4 separate regions of the Sus scrofa genome follow, and all the other regions are linked to region 4. Evidence: chromatin contacts called from public Hi-C and HiChIP or PLAC-seq data. All regions are on one chromosome and are shown on one strand. The core of a region is the stretch at or near the end of the contact, and the rest is flanking DNA. Distances in the headings are between cores, read along the strand shown.

The links. Hi-C and Micro-C count contacts between places; a contact is called where the count stands out from the background. HiChIP or PLAC-seq counts read pairs in DNA pulled down with a chosen protein or histone mark.
Region 1: a contact with region 4 is called in an H3K27ac HiChIP or PLAC-seq map of skeletal muscle. The contact joins the promoter of DERL1 here to the promoter of ZHX1 in region 4. A contact is called at or near these places in 2 of 2 datasets of contacts at active chromatin or transcription factors (alveolar macrophages and skeletal muscle).
Region 2: a contact with region 4 is called in a Hi-C map of skeletal muscle, with 4 times the contacts expected there. The contact joins the promoter of FBXO32 here to the promoter of ZHX1 in region 4. A contact is called at or near these places in 2 of 47 Hi-C or Micro-C datasets (liver and skeletal muscle) and 1 of 2 datasets of contacts at active chromatin or transcription factors (alveolar macrophages).
Region 3: a contact with region 4 is called in a Hi-C map of skeletal muscle, with 11 times the contacts expected there. The contact joins the promoter of TBC1D31 here to the promoter of ZHX1 in region 4. A contact is called at or near these places in 4 of 47 Hi-C or Micro-C datasets (heart right ventricle, liver and skeletal muscle).

The regions. Positions count from the first base shown.
Region 1 is chr4:16,308,368-16,311,705 of Sscrofa11.1, forward strand. It overlaps DERL1 (derlin 1), which reads left to right and starts at 2,040. Exons shown (of 8, transcript NM_001244479.1): 1 at 2,040-2,334. The coding sequence starts at 2,182.
Region 2 is chr4:15,894,416-15,897,392 of Sscrofa11.1, forward strand. It overlaps FBXO32 (F-box protein 32), which reads left to right and starts at 1,460. Exons shown (of 9, transcript NM_001044588.1): 1 at 1,460-1,611. The coding sequence starts at 1,496.
Region 3 is chr4:16,285,872-16,289,213 of Sscrofa11.1, forward strand. It overlaps TBC1D31 (TBC1 domain family member 31), which reads right to left and starts at 1,938. Exons shown (of 20, transcript XM_021088972.1): 1 at 1,641-1,938.
Region 4 is chr4:16,098,783-16,102,075 of Sscrofa11.1, forward strand. ZHX1 (zinc fingers and homeoboxes protein 1) reads left to right here and starts at 1,998. Exons shown (of 4, transcript XM_013996503.2): 1 at 1,998-2,409.

The DNA of each region.
Region 1 (3,338 bases), core at 790-3,289, 210 kb after region 4:
CAGTCCTACTTCTGAAAAAAACAGGAAAAGTCCTACTCCATACCCTTCGATAATTTCTTTTAAAAACAAGATGGAGGTACAATCACTATGGAAAACAATGCGGAGGTTCTTCAGAAAACTAAAAATAGATTCCTGTATGATCCAGCAATCCCATTCCTGGGCATATGTCTTGACAAAACTATAATTCAAAAAGATATATGCATCCCTATGTTCATTGCAGCACTACTGGCAGTAGCTAAGACATGGAAGCATCCTAAATGGCCATCAACAGATGAATGGATTAAGAAGATCTGGTACATATACACAATGGAATACTACTCAGCCATAAAAAAGAATGGAATAATGCCATTTGCAGCAATGTGGATGGACCTAGAGGTTATCATACTAAATGAAGTAAGTCAGAAAGAGAAAGGCAAATACCATACAATATCACTTATATGTAGGATCTAATATAGGGCACAAGTGAACCTATCTACAAAACAGCAACAGACTCACAGACATAGAGAAGAGACTTGCAGTTGCCAAGAAGGAGAAGGGAGGGGGTGGGAAGATCTAGGAGTTTGGGGTTAGTAGATGCAAACTATTACATTTAGAATGGATAAGCAATGAGGTCCTACTGTATAGCACAGGGAAATATAGGCAATCTCTTGGGATAGATCATAATGGAAAATAATATATTAAAAAAGAAGGTAAAAACAAGGTGGATTTTCATCTATCTGTAACTTAAGTCCTACCCAATAAACCAGATTAATAGTCATGATCATTTCTGCTTTCAGTTCCTCCAAAATTCCAAGCCAGTTGGAATTGCTGACTGAAGAAAAACACACAATCTAAGTCGCAAGTTAAGTTTTATTCAAGGAATTTACTGAGGACTATAGCCCCAGACCCAGCCTCTCGGGTAGCTCAGAGGACCTGCTCTGAAGAGGTAAGGGAGGAGTCAGAATATATAGGATTTTTGGCTGAATACAAACAAACCATGTAGTCACGTGTCAAAATATTACAGCTAATCACAAAAATCAGACATCTAAATGATTTTAGCGCTTTTTTGTGTAAGGGAAGATGCAAGATTCTGGCTCATTGAAATTATTACTTAGATATGCATCTTAACTGGGCCAGTATCCTCTTTTTCTCCTTCCTGAATCCCTCTAGGGTGCACCATCCGGGTGGCTGCAGTGGCTGATGACTTGACGGCAGGCAACATTCACTTTACTGGAATGGTGGCTGCAGTGGCTGATGACTTGACGGCAGGCAACATTCACTTTACTGGAATGGAAGGCAGCATTCTTTGTTTACTGAAATGGCCGTCAACATTTTTTTTTTTTTTTTTTTTTTTTTTTTGGTGCACAGAGCGGCTGTTTCCTCTGAATGGAAAACTCCCCATATCTTTGCAGGGGGCTGGGGTGTGCGTGCTCAAAGGTCACTTTCTCCGAGTTCTCTCTGACCAATCCCATCTAAAGCAGATTTCTCTCCCCACACTTCCCCACTCCCACGCAGTCACTCTATCCCCATCTTCCTAATTTATTTGCCTTTTTCTCCTTATCTCTTTAAATTGTTCAATTATTTGTTCATTCACTGTTATTTTTGTTAGTATGTAAGCTCCAGGAGAGAAGGTACCACAACGACTCTGCTAGTTGCAGCACCTCTGGTGTCTAGAACCCTATGTCGCACTTGGTAAGCTCTCAATAAACATTTGCGTAACGAATGAACAAAGAGGAACTACATTGTACTTTGCCTCCTCCTTTCCCTTTGACTACCCTACAAAATGTACCCACCTGGATTATAAATCAGGCAGGAACCCGGTAGAAGGCATTCAGCCTCGCCATTGGCTGGAGTATTTGTCGTTGCTCCCGGCAACCACTGTTTTCCACCAGTCGTGTTGTCGCCCCGCCTGGCCCCGCCCCCAAGCTCCGAACTTCCTTCCAGTGGTAAAAACCTGCTAGCTCTTTAAGCGGCGGGACTTCTGGTTAACGTCGTCTGCGGCCTCCGGAAGGGGAAGTTCGCCGCCGAACGCTCCCTCGCTCGTCCGAATTCGGTGGCGCCACGTCCGCGGGTCTCCGCCTTCTGCACCGGGGCTGGGGCGGCTCCGCCTCGACACCTTCCACTCACCCAGGAGGCCGCGTCGGAGGGGGCCGGGACCGGGAGTCGGACGGCTGTGCACATCCCGGCCACGACGAGGCGAAGATGTCGGACATCGGGGACTGGTTCAGGAGTATCCCGGCTATCACGCGCTATTGGTTCGCCGCCACCGTTGCAGTGCCCTTAGTCGGCAAACTCGGTCTCATCAGCCCGGCCTATTTCTTCCTCTGGCCTGAAGCCTTCCTTTATCGCTTCCAGGTATTGACCGGCGATGGGGGAAGTGGAAACTACAGGCCCCAGGTGGCCCCGCAGCGGCGGAGCGTAGACCCGCCGGTTGCGGACGCGCGGTGTCTGGTGGGATTTGTAGTGCGGCGGCTCCAGGGGTTTAGGGCGGGGTCCTGTGGCCCAGGGATAAGGTGGAGGCAAAGGAGTCTGAGCCTGGGCCTGGATAGCTGGAGGCGTGGAGAGTCCTCGGTTTGGCCCAATGGAAGGGGACCGATTTCGCCATGCTGTTAAGTCTGTGCTCCCCGCCCTCTGTACCCAGAGAAGGCGGCAGTGGGGAAGGTAAGTCTAATACTTGTCAGTCTGTCGGAGGCCAGTGATTAGCAGCCTGGGGCCACCTGGAGTATGGCCCTCTGAGCTCCCTCTGCCACCCACGTGGATGGCATGTGGACCACGGCTTGCCCAACAGCCAGCTGAGTCTTTTGTATGTTGATGGCGTTTCTTCCCTGGCAGGAGTGATTTGAAGACAGAGGTGCGAAGAGTGAGTTTGTTTATTTGTGTGTCTCCTTGGCTCTGGCAGGTAGTAGTTGAATTTATAAAGGACTGAGTAAAGAGTAAATTGCTCCAGAAATGGAAGGCCCTGTTTGTTTTTGTCTTGGTTTTTTCTTAAGCATGAAGGAAACAGCCCAGAGTAACATTCCTGACAAGAGAATATTAGTTTTCTGGAGGTTATCTTTATTCACTGGATTCTGTGATTTAAATCTTTCATCAGACCTGACCTGGAGGCAGGTCAGATACCAAGATCAGAAATTAATTTCAACACATCCTTTGGACTTTGTTTAACACTCTTTTGTCTTTGCAGTCGTCACTGGCCATTTCTTAGTCTCCCTTGCTGGTTCCTTACCTTCCTGACCTTTAAATGTTGTGATGTGCCCCAGGACTCTTCAGAGTCTCCCTAGCTGTAGGTGATCTCATTTAGCTTAATGGCTTTAAATAATTTCTATAAACTGAAGATTCTCAAATACAAATACACCTCTTTG
Region 2 (2,977 bases), core at 210-2,709, 200 kb before region 4:
ATTTCAGATTGTACTACGGGTGGTGAAGAAACTAGCCCTGTGACTCTAGGTAAGTCACTGGCTTAATCCTTCTCAGGGACTCTCAGTGCCCTCATCTGGAACATGGGACAGCTGCCACACTGGTCCTCCTGAGGCTTAGGTTAATAAGCTGAGGTCTATGAGGGCTTCAGACCCTGGGGCATCGCCTCCTCACTGTGGGCTTTTACAGTGTTTCGTTTAGTCCCCATCAGTCAGGCAGAGGGGCTTTCTAGGCCCTTCTCCCTAAACGGTCACCAAAACCAAAACAAAACTCCTGACCTATTTCCGGAGAAGGGCTTAAGAGCCCAGAGGACGCAGAACAGAAAAGGGTAGAGCGGTTCTTTGTAACAGAAGTCCAGTCCCCTAAGCCCTAGGCAGATAACCGGGCAGTCAGCGGGGCTGACACACCCCTAACCTGCTCCCTGACGTTATGGTGCCTACTCAGGCCCCGCAGATGCCAGTGCTGCTGGCTTAGGGTGTCCAGAGTGGGGTGGGGGACTGTCCCTGCTCTCCACTTCCACCGCTGGGACCAGCTGCCACCGAGCTTCCATCTTCTTCCTTCGCCACCCGGGAGACAGGCCTGCCTGACAGCAGACTCTGTAACAGTTCTGGGGCAGGGTGAGGTGGACGACTGTCCCGCCGCCCCACCCCCGCCTGGCGGTGTCCCCTCCTCCACCGGAGAGCGGGTTCTAGGTAGTGAGAGAGGCCAGGAGGCTGCGCCCCCGACCCCCTGCCGGGCTCCGGGCTCCGGGGGGCCGTGTCAGGCCCCCGCTTTGGCGGGGCTTGTCTGGACCCAGGGCTCGATTGTGACAGCTCAGGGTTGGGAGGAGAGCGGTCCCTTTTCCCCACCCCCGCGCCGAAGCGATCCACAAGCCAGTCGAGCCTCCTCCTCCCTGCACCTCGCCAGGCCAAGAGCTGCAGAAGGACGGTGTGCAGTTTCCCGAGCGCCCGGCCTCGCTCTCCCAGCTGCAGCAGCTGCCCTGGCGGGGGGGAGAAGGAGCGCGAGGGGCCAGGGGTGGAGGGGCAGTGGGCGCCCCGATCCGCAGCGCGGCTTCAAGTTTCCACCAGCGAGCGGTTGTGCAACAGCCAGAGGAGCAAGAGCCGCGGGCGCCTCGGAAAACAAGCCGAGCCCATAAACAAAGCCACGTGGCCTCCAGGCTGGGGGGGCCGGGCTAAGAGCAGGCGGCTCTTCCGGCAACAAAGAGCCGGGGCCAGCGGCCCGGGATAAATACAGCGGCCGGGACCTCAGCGCAGCACTCCAGCGAGCCCCGCGCGCCCGGCGACCCTCCACAGCACCCTTCGCGAGCGCAGGGACCCCGCTCCGCACCCCAGATCCCGCAGCCCTCCACACAGGTTCCCTGAAGCCGCTCCCTCACCGGCCCCAGCACCCCCGTCCGAGCATCCGCCCAGGGCGGCGCGTCCCCGAGGCCGCCCGGCCGGTCCTGTCCATCAGTCCGTCGCGTCCGTTTGCAGTGCCATGCCATTCCTCGGGCAGGACTGGCGGTCCCCCGGGCAGAGCTGGGTGAAGACAGCCGATGGCTGGAAGCGCTTCCTGGATGAGAAGAGTGGCAGCTTCGTGAGCGACCTCAGCAGGTGAGGGGATCGCCACCAACTTCAGCTACGCAAACACTCGGGCTGGTCTCCGGGAGTGGGTCGGTGAATGGGACGCAGGCAGAGCTGGAACAGGGTGAGAAGGGAGCCCCTGACTAGAAGGATGAGAGTGAATTGCCTGGGTTTCTGTAGAGGTCACCAGAGCACGGGATTCAGGGTATTTGGTTTCTTATTATTGTTCAAGGTCAGCGTCCCAAAGTGGGCATGACTCCTTCCAGAACCCCAGGTCCCTCTGAGAGTGTGACGATAAATGAGGCTCTTCTCCACAAACGCTCACAACTTCAGGGGTCCCCTGCCTTAAAAGACCCGTTGTCGTTCGCTTTGCGTGTGTGGGCGCCGGCGGTGAGCGGGCTGCGTGCCCTTCACCCTGGGGTGGCGCGGGACTCCCAGCACAAGTCTGGAGACGGGATTGGACACGGGGCCCGCCCAGAGCACCTCCAGGCTCTTCCCACGCAAAGGCGACCACAGAGTGGGCAGAGAGGATGAGTAACCAGGAAGGGGCGGCCAGATGGTCCCTGGGGCACCAGCGCTTTGCGGGCGGACTTTCGGAGCGATGGTAAAGACTCGAGGAGGCAGAGCTGCGGAGGAGGAAAGGGAGGCGGGGTATGAAACCCACACGAGCTCTCTGCTTCTGAGAGGACGAAGTCTTTGCACCTGTTTCCTCAGTGGCCCTTTTTGTCAGTTTTCTTTATATAGTGAGGGCACCCCCATTTCAAGGTATGCTTATCACCTGCAGAAAGCCCACCTGGAGCAGGTGAGCCTCTGGACTCAAGTCCCACCTGCCCTCTGTCAGTCGGGTGGAAAATCCAAAGTCCCCGGAGCCTGATGCTCTGCTTGGTTAATAACACAGAAGCCCTGATTAATGAGTTGGGTGCTCTGGAATCTGTCAGTCCAGGCCTCCAAGCTGCGCTTCCCAGTAGCTGCCATTTGATTCCCATGAGGAGGGCAATGGAAATGGGTCTAGAGGGGATCAGTGGCCTTGGGTGCCTTTTCCTAGGGCTTTTGGTTAAAACCACTGCTCCCCACCCTCAGCCCTTAAATTGACTTCAATGGAGAGAGTTCCCTAAGTGGGCCAGCTTCCCACTGAGAATGACCAGTGGTTGTTTGGCTGAGCCCTTGGCACTCAATTTTACCAAAACTATCAAGGAAAATATCACTATTTCCATGTACTGACCTTCAGAGTCTATCACCTATTTATGATTCATAAAGCATCACCTTTTGTCTTCCAAAGGGGGGGGGAAAGTATTTAATCTTGGGGGTCTGCCAGGAGGGACAAGAGCACATTGACCTTTATGGTAAAGGCACTTTGACCAAGTCCCTGAGGAGTCTGGGGAGCACCATACAGAAA
Region 3 (3,342 bases), core at 688-3,187, 190 kb after region 4:
AATCCCTGGCCTCACTCAGTGGGTTAAGGATGTGGCATTGTCTCAAGCTGCAGTGTAAAACTGCAGCTGCACCTCGGATCCAGCGTTGCTGTGGGTGTAGGCTACAGCTTCAGCTCTGATTGGACCCCTAGCCTAGGAACTTCCATATGGCGCAGGTGTGGCTATAAAAAAGAAAAAAAAAAAAGGAAAAAGAAAAATCCCTATTCTAGATAAAATGTTTATTCAGCACAGTGGAGGTGATGCGTCAGCAGCGTTGTTAGGGGACTGCTAGCAACCAGGAACCAAACAAGCCGACAGTACAACATGTAGCACAGTGCTTTGGGCATGGGTAGTTGGCACTCAAAAGTCTACTCATTGGTTGAGAAGCAACCAAAGGATCAACAGAATAATTACTAGAACAAGAAATACACAGAAACATAAACTCAAGTGATGCAGCGAGGGCCATGAAATCCTAAGGAATTCGAAGCGAGAAGGTTAGTCTCCGTGAAACAACTGGAACCAAGATGGTACCACTTTGGGACAAAGCCTGCCTTCAAGTCACACAGGAGCCTCAAACAGGACAGAATGAAGCGCTGGGGAGGAAGGGGTGAATACGCAGAGCACAGACAATTTTTAGGACAATGTAAATACTTTGTATGAGATCATAAAGGTGGATAATGTCATTATATGTCTGTCCGGATCTACAGAATGTAGAATACCTAGAGGGAATCCTAATGTGAAATGTGAACTCTGGGTGATAAAGATGGGTCAGTGTAGGCTCATTAATCGCAACAACTGCAGGTCTGGTGGGGGATATCCATAATGGGGAGGCTAGGCAGGTGTGGGGGCAAGGGGGTACATGGGAAATCTCCATACCTTCCTCTCAATTTTTCTGTGAACCTAAAACTATCCTAAAGAAATAAAGTCTATTAAAAAAATAAAATGGAACAGCAGCAGTGCTAGTCTTACTTGAAGGTCGCCCTACGTTGTAAATACAACTGCTCCCCCTTCCCGCCACCATCACCACCACACACGTTAATACGTAAACTCCAAGAGAACCAGCAGTTTTTTGCTCTCCAGCTGTCCCCCAGCACTTAGCTCGGCACACAGTGGGTCCTCATCAAGCCGTCGATGAATGAATGCTCGCCTGAATACAGACCATGATTCGAGGATGGATAGACGGCATTTGGAAGGGGGAGAAGTGCACTCGTCTCCTCCTCTCCCCGCATCCGTTCCTCCTGAGTTCTTTCCCAGCTGGAATACTTAACAAATATTTACTGAGTATCTACTGCGTGCCAGGAATACCACAGGGATACTGTGATAATTAAGGCAGGCAGTCCTGGCACGCATCAGAAGCACAAATTCCCTGACATAAATCAGGACCTATTACTCCACGCGGATCCCAAACAGACCCCCGCCCCTAGGACTGGGAAGGAGGTCTTTAAGGACCAAGTGGTCGGAGCAAACCAAGACTAAGGCTACCTGCATTCCCCGGGGATTCCGCGCAGGATCAGAGCCAGAACCCGAATTTCCACCTAGCCCTACGCACCCCGTCCGGAGACCCTTCCCACTAGCCCCTCAAACGCCTCTCCAAAGCCGTGGACTCGCCCGTCGCCGGCCTCCATCCCCATCCATAGCGCGCCTCCTGCCGCGGCCTTTACCCGTCCCGTGTGGCCGGGGATGGCTTCCGGTGCCATATTTTGCCGCTCTCCTTGTTGCCCAGGTCTGTGCTCTGCATGTCGCAGCCCACGCGCTGCTGCAGCCGGCCTGGCGAACAACGGTTCCGGCGCTTTCCCGGCAGGCCCTACGCTCCGGCCCGGGAAACTTGAGCGCCGGCGGCTACCGCCCCGGTCCGCCGCGGACCGTACCAACTACGGGCAGGACGCCGTCTTTCCATTTACAACTAATCGGGAGGCGGCTTCCTCCCAAACTCCGCCCAGGCGACCCTTCCCGCGCTAGACCATGGGATCGGCCAACGACCAACTCTCTCTTAGATTCCGCCCCCTTTCGCGGTCCAAAGCCTTCTGGGAATCGTAGTTTTCTGCAGGTGCAAGGCGAGAGCGAGGAACTGGCTAGGGAATTCTGTTCTCTGGGGGCCTCGCAGGGTTTTAGGCTCCCAAAGGAGGCGATAAAGTGATTTTCCCCAGTGGTCTCTGATTGCGTTTCACATTGTGTTTAGGGATTAAGGGATTGTACAGAAAACTAATAGAAGCCAGGATCCAAATGCATTTAGAATTGAAGGGTTTCTTTTAGAGAACACTTGGGTTCGAAAAGAACCTTTGTGGAGCCCACCCTTGGTCTTTTCACCATTGCTGTGAATGTTGTTTCAATTCCATAGTCTAACAAGAGATTCTTGTATTATGGCGTCCAATACCCCAGTTATACACCAGTAAAGCGATGTCTTCAACAACTTGCATTGACGCCAGAGAAATTCTTTTTTTAAAAAAATTCACTTAGAACTTTAACAGTGCTTACTAGGTATCAAACACACTTCTAAGTTCCTTAGAATTTTAATTCATTTAATCCTCAAAGCAAACCTACAACTCTAGTAGCATTACCATCGCCATTTTTACTGCTCTATGAGGTAATGTATTGGCTTCCTGACAAACTTGGTGCATAAGACGACAGAAATTTATTCATTTGCAGTTCTGGAGCTCAGAGTCTGAATCAAGGTGTTGGTTGGCCACGCCCTCCAGAGGCTCTGGTGAAGTATCTTTGCCTCCATTTTCACATCACTTTCTTTCCTTTAATCTCTATTTGAATCTCACTTTGTTTTTGCTTGTTTGTTTATTTTTGTCTTTTTGGGGCCGCACTCTTGGCATATGGAAGTTCCCAGGCTAGGGATTGAATTGGAGCTGTAGCCAATGGCCTACACCACAGCCACAGCAACTTGGGATCTGAGCCACTACTGCGACCTACACCACCAATCATGGCAGCGCTAGATCCTTAACCTACTAAGAGAGGCCAAGGATCGAACCCACATCCTCATGGATACTAGTCAGGTTCATTAACTGCTGAGCCACAACGGGAACGCCTCACTGCTTTTCTAAGAACACCTGTCACTGCAGGGTAAAAGTGAGATTTTAAATGCATATATAATGCTTTTTTAAAATATTGGAGTTCCCGTCGTGGCTCAGTGATTAACGAATCCGACTAGGAACGATGAGGTTTTGGGTTCGATCCCTGGCCTTGCTCAGTGGGTTAAGGATCCAGCGTTGCCGTGAGCTGTGGTGTAGGTTGCAGACACAGCTTGATCCCACATTGCTGTGGCTCTGGCATAGGCTAGCAGCTACAGCTCCGATTCGACCCCTAGCCTGGGAGCTTCCATATGCCGGGAGCGGCCCTTCTTGGCAAAGATAAATA
Region 4 (3,293 bases), core at 748-3,247:
AAAGTGGGAGGACTCTGAGCTGCTGGCATTGGGCAGTGAACCAGGCAGACAGCTTAAAGAGAAGAGGAGGTGACTATAAACTGATGCTAAAGAAGAGGAGGAGGATGGGTGGGAGAAAAGGAAAAAAAGGGAGGGAGGGAGGAAGAAAGGAAGGAAGGGAGAGATGAGAGAGGAAGAGAAAAGGAGAGAGAGAGGAAAGTGAGACTCATATTCATTAGTCCATACCCTTAAAAGGGTCTCTAGCTATCCTTGATCTTTCTGACTGCTCACCTTGCTTGATTTTTATTTTTTAAGGGCCGCACCTGCTGCATATGAAATTCCCAGGCTAGGGGTCCCATTAGAGCTACAGCTGCTGGTCTACCCACAGCCACAACAACTTGGGATAGGAATGCATCTGCGACCTACACCACAGCTCATAGCAACGTTGAATCCTTAACTCACTGAGACGAGGCCAGGATCGACCCCACATCCTCATGGATACTAGCCGGGTTGGTAATCCTTTGAGCCACAGTGGAAACTCCCCGGCTTGATGTTTTCATGCTCATGTTTTTTTGCTTGGTTACTAGACTGTAATCTCCTTGAAGACAGAAATATTGCCTGACTCAGCTTTGAATCTTCCACAGTACCTGGAATTCACTTATGCTCAAAAACCTAGTCGTTAAAGGCATGAACAAAAAAAGTGAATTTCTGTATCAGAAGCTTTTCCTTTCCTCAGAGATAAATCTTAGGCAGTTTTCAGTGGGCACAGTACTGCCCCCTAGGGGGCGTGCTGAAATTTTGTTGGGGCTGTTTTGGACTGTAATTATATTGGTGCCAGAGTTTTTCCATAGTGGAAAATGTATTTTATTAGTATTTTTGATATTAGTTTAATATTTTAGAATAAGTTACTTTCACTTATTTCACCTTTATGTTATCAGAACATTACAGTAGTTTCTTGTAGATAGTTTACATTATCAATGAATTTAATTCCAGGAGAGTTAAAGTGGTGTTAAAGTTTTGTTGTATACACAGAGTGTTGAGCATGGCAGGACTGAGCACCTATGTTTGCAAGATTAAGCTTTGCTTGCTTCTGCTTCCACAAGTTCTAGTATTCTAAGATAAAACAAACAAATAAAAGAAGCCGATGTGCACTGATTTCAACCATCAGGCTTTCACTTTAAGCAACTGCATGTTTTAGGATTAATGTGGCTCAGTGGAGCGCTGCTGTTAAAGCGCAGAGGGTCCATGCCCGGGGTGGGGGCGGGGAACGAACATCAAGGCGCCGGAAAGTTCCCACAGGTCCTGGCCGGAGATTCTGTGAAGAGTAGCCTGGAAGGTGATTTGTTTCCCTTTGCTTTGGTCTGTACTTTTTTCCTTGTAAAAAATGATGTGGGGAGGGGAGAAGGGACGAAGAGAAATGGGGAGGGTAGTTTTTCCCAAAGCCTGGGTCCTTAGCCGGCCTCCTTTGCAGGGCTGGTTCGCATTGAAGCTGTTCAGTATTTGACGACCACGGCTTGAAAAGAAAGCCCCCCACAAGAGTGACTCGTGAGGGGGAGAGGGAGGGCTTTCGGGGAGCAAAGGGTGGCTCCGTCTTGCCCCGCGGTTCAAAGTGAGGTTGGATCGAACTTTTGGTATCAGCGGGTGGAGGGACGGCTTTTGATGTTGGAGTTGGAGGCAAGAGGTGGCAGGGCAGCAGCTGACAGGGGGTGGAGCTTCGGGCTAGAATCCCGAAGGGTTTCAGAAAGACCCGACTTCTATTGACAGTAGGAGGGGCTCCCGACGAAAGGGGCGGGCTTGGACAGTACTGCCACCAAATGGGACTTATGACAAGGGGCGTTTCTCAGGATCCAGCGGTGACTTTAGGAAGAAGGAGCGCCCGGGGGCGGGGCCACAACTGACAGAAGGCGGGGCTGCCTTCTGGATTGACCTGAGTGAAGAAAAGGCTTCTACCGATAGCGGGCGGAGCTAACACCAGCAAGGGGCGTGGCCGCTTCGAGACTTGGAAAAGGCGGGGCTTCTGTTGACAGAGGGGCGGGGCGGCCCCCTACCTCTCGCCCTGCGCCAATCCGGGGGTGGAGGCCAGGGTCGAACCCCAGGGGAGAAGCAGGGTCTGCGAGTGGAAAGCGTGGCGCAGAGCGGGGTGGGGGCGCGCGGAGGGCGCGCGCGCGCGGGAGGGCCCCGCCTCGGCCGGCTCTTCCCCTCCCCCGCTCTCGCCCCGGGTCGGCCGCTGGGGCGCGCGCCTGGCCTAGCACCCCCACCCCAGACTTTACGTTCCACCGAGTCTGCGGATCTGCTGAAGCCGTGAGCCGGACCGCCGAGCGGTTCCGGGTGTAGGGTTCACAGGTCAGAGTTGACTCCTTGAAAAGTGCAGCCGGTTTGAAATGCAAGATGGCGGCGGCGGGGCGCTGAGAGGCGCGGCGGCCCCTGCAGGTAGCGGTGCGAGCGGGCTTCGCGACGAGCGGCCCCGGGCATCCGGGGCTGCGGGTAGGAACCCGCGGCGCAGAGCCCGCGGCCAGTGCGGCGGGCCGGGAAGGCGCGCGGCGCGCGGGCTGGTTGGACGAGGGCGGCCCGAGGGCAGAGACCCCGGGGGGCTGAGCGCGCTCCGCGCCGCGAGTGGCCAGGCTGACCGGCTCGGGGCTTCCGAGGGGGAGGGACCTGGCCTGCCTGGGCCGGATCGCCGACGGGGGACAGACCCTGAGCCTCTTTTGCGTTCTCGGGTCTCTGCGGCCGCGGAAGGGGCTGAGGGTGGGCTTGTACGGGGAAATCTCAGCACCCCTCTCCTCCCCCGCGGCTACGAGAGGACCGAGCAACTTGAGATTATTGAAGGGAGTGAGGACCGGGTCTCCCTTAGAAGGGGGGGGGCGGGGGCCGCAGGGACGGAGCGCACCAGCAATGTCGAGGGTCCCTGGGGAGGAGATCGGGAGCCGGGCCCTGCCCTGCGGGGGCGTGTGGCCTCGTGGGGACTCGGTCTCCCTGAGAGTCTGGGGAGTCATCTCTTGCTGGAGCTGAGCGCACTGGCATTGCGGTTGGAGCTCGGAGAAACCCGTCTGGGAAAGGCTGTACCTCCACTTCAGGAGAGGCTGGGCACCCATTTCGGGGCGAGTCTCAGAGTTGAGACCTTAAGAACTATATAAGGTTTTGAAGAAGCCCTGGAACTTTGGGAGAAGTTGATTCAAGAAAATGTAAATATTATCTGTCCCTTTAAGGAGGAAGATGAGGAGGCTGACTGGGGACCGCTCCAAGCCTTAGGGCCTAAAGGGAACGGTTTCCAGATCTTTCCGAGGAGTGAAGGGCTAGGAGGGAGCTGTGAGAGG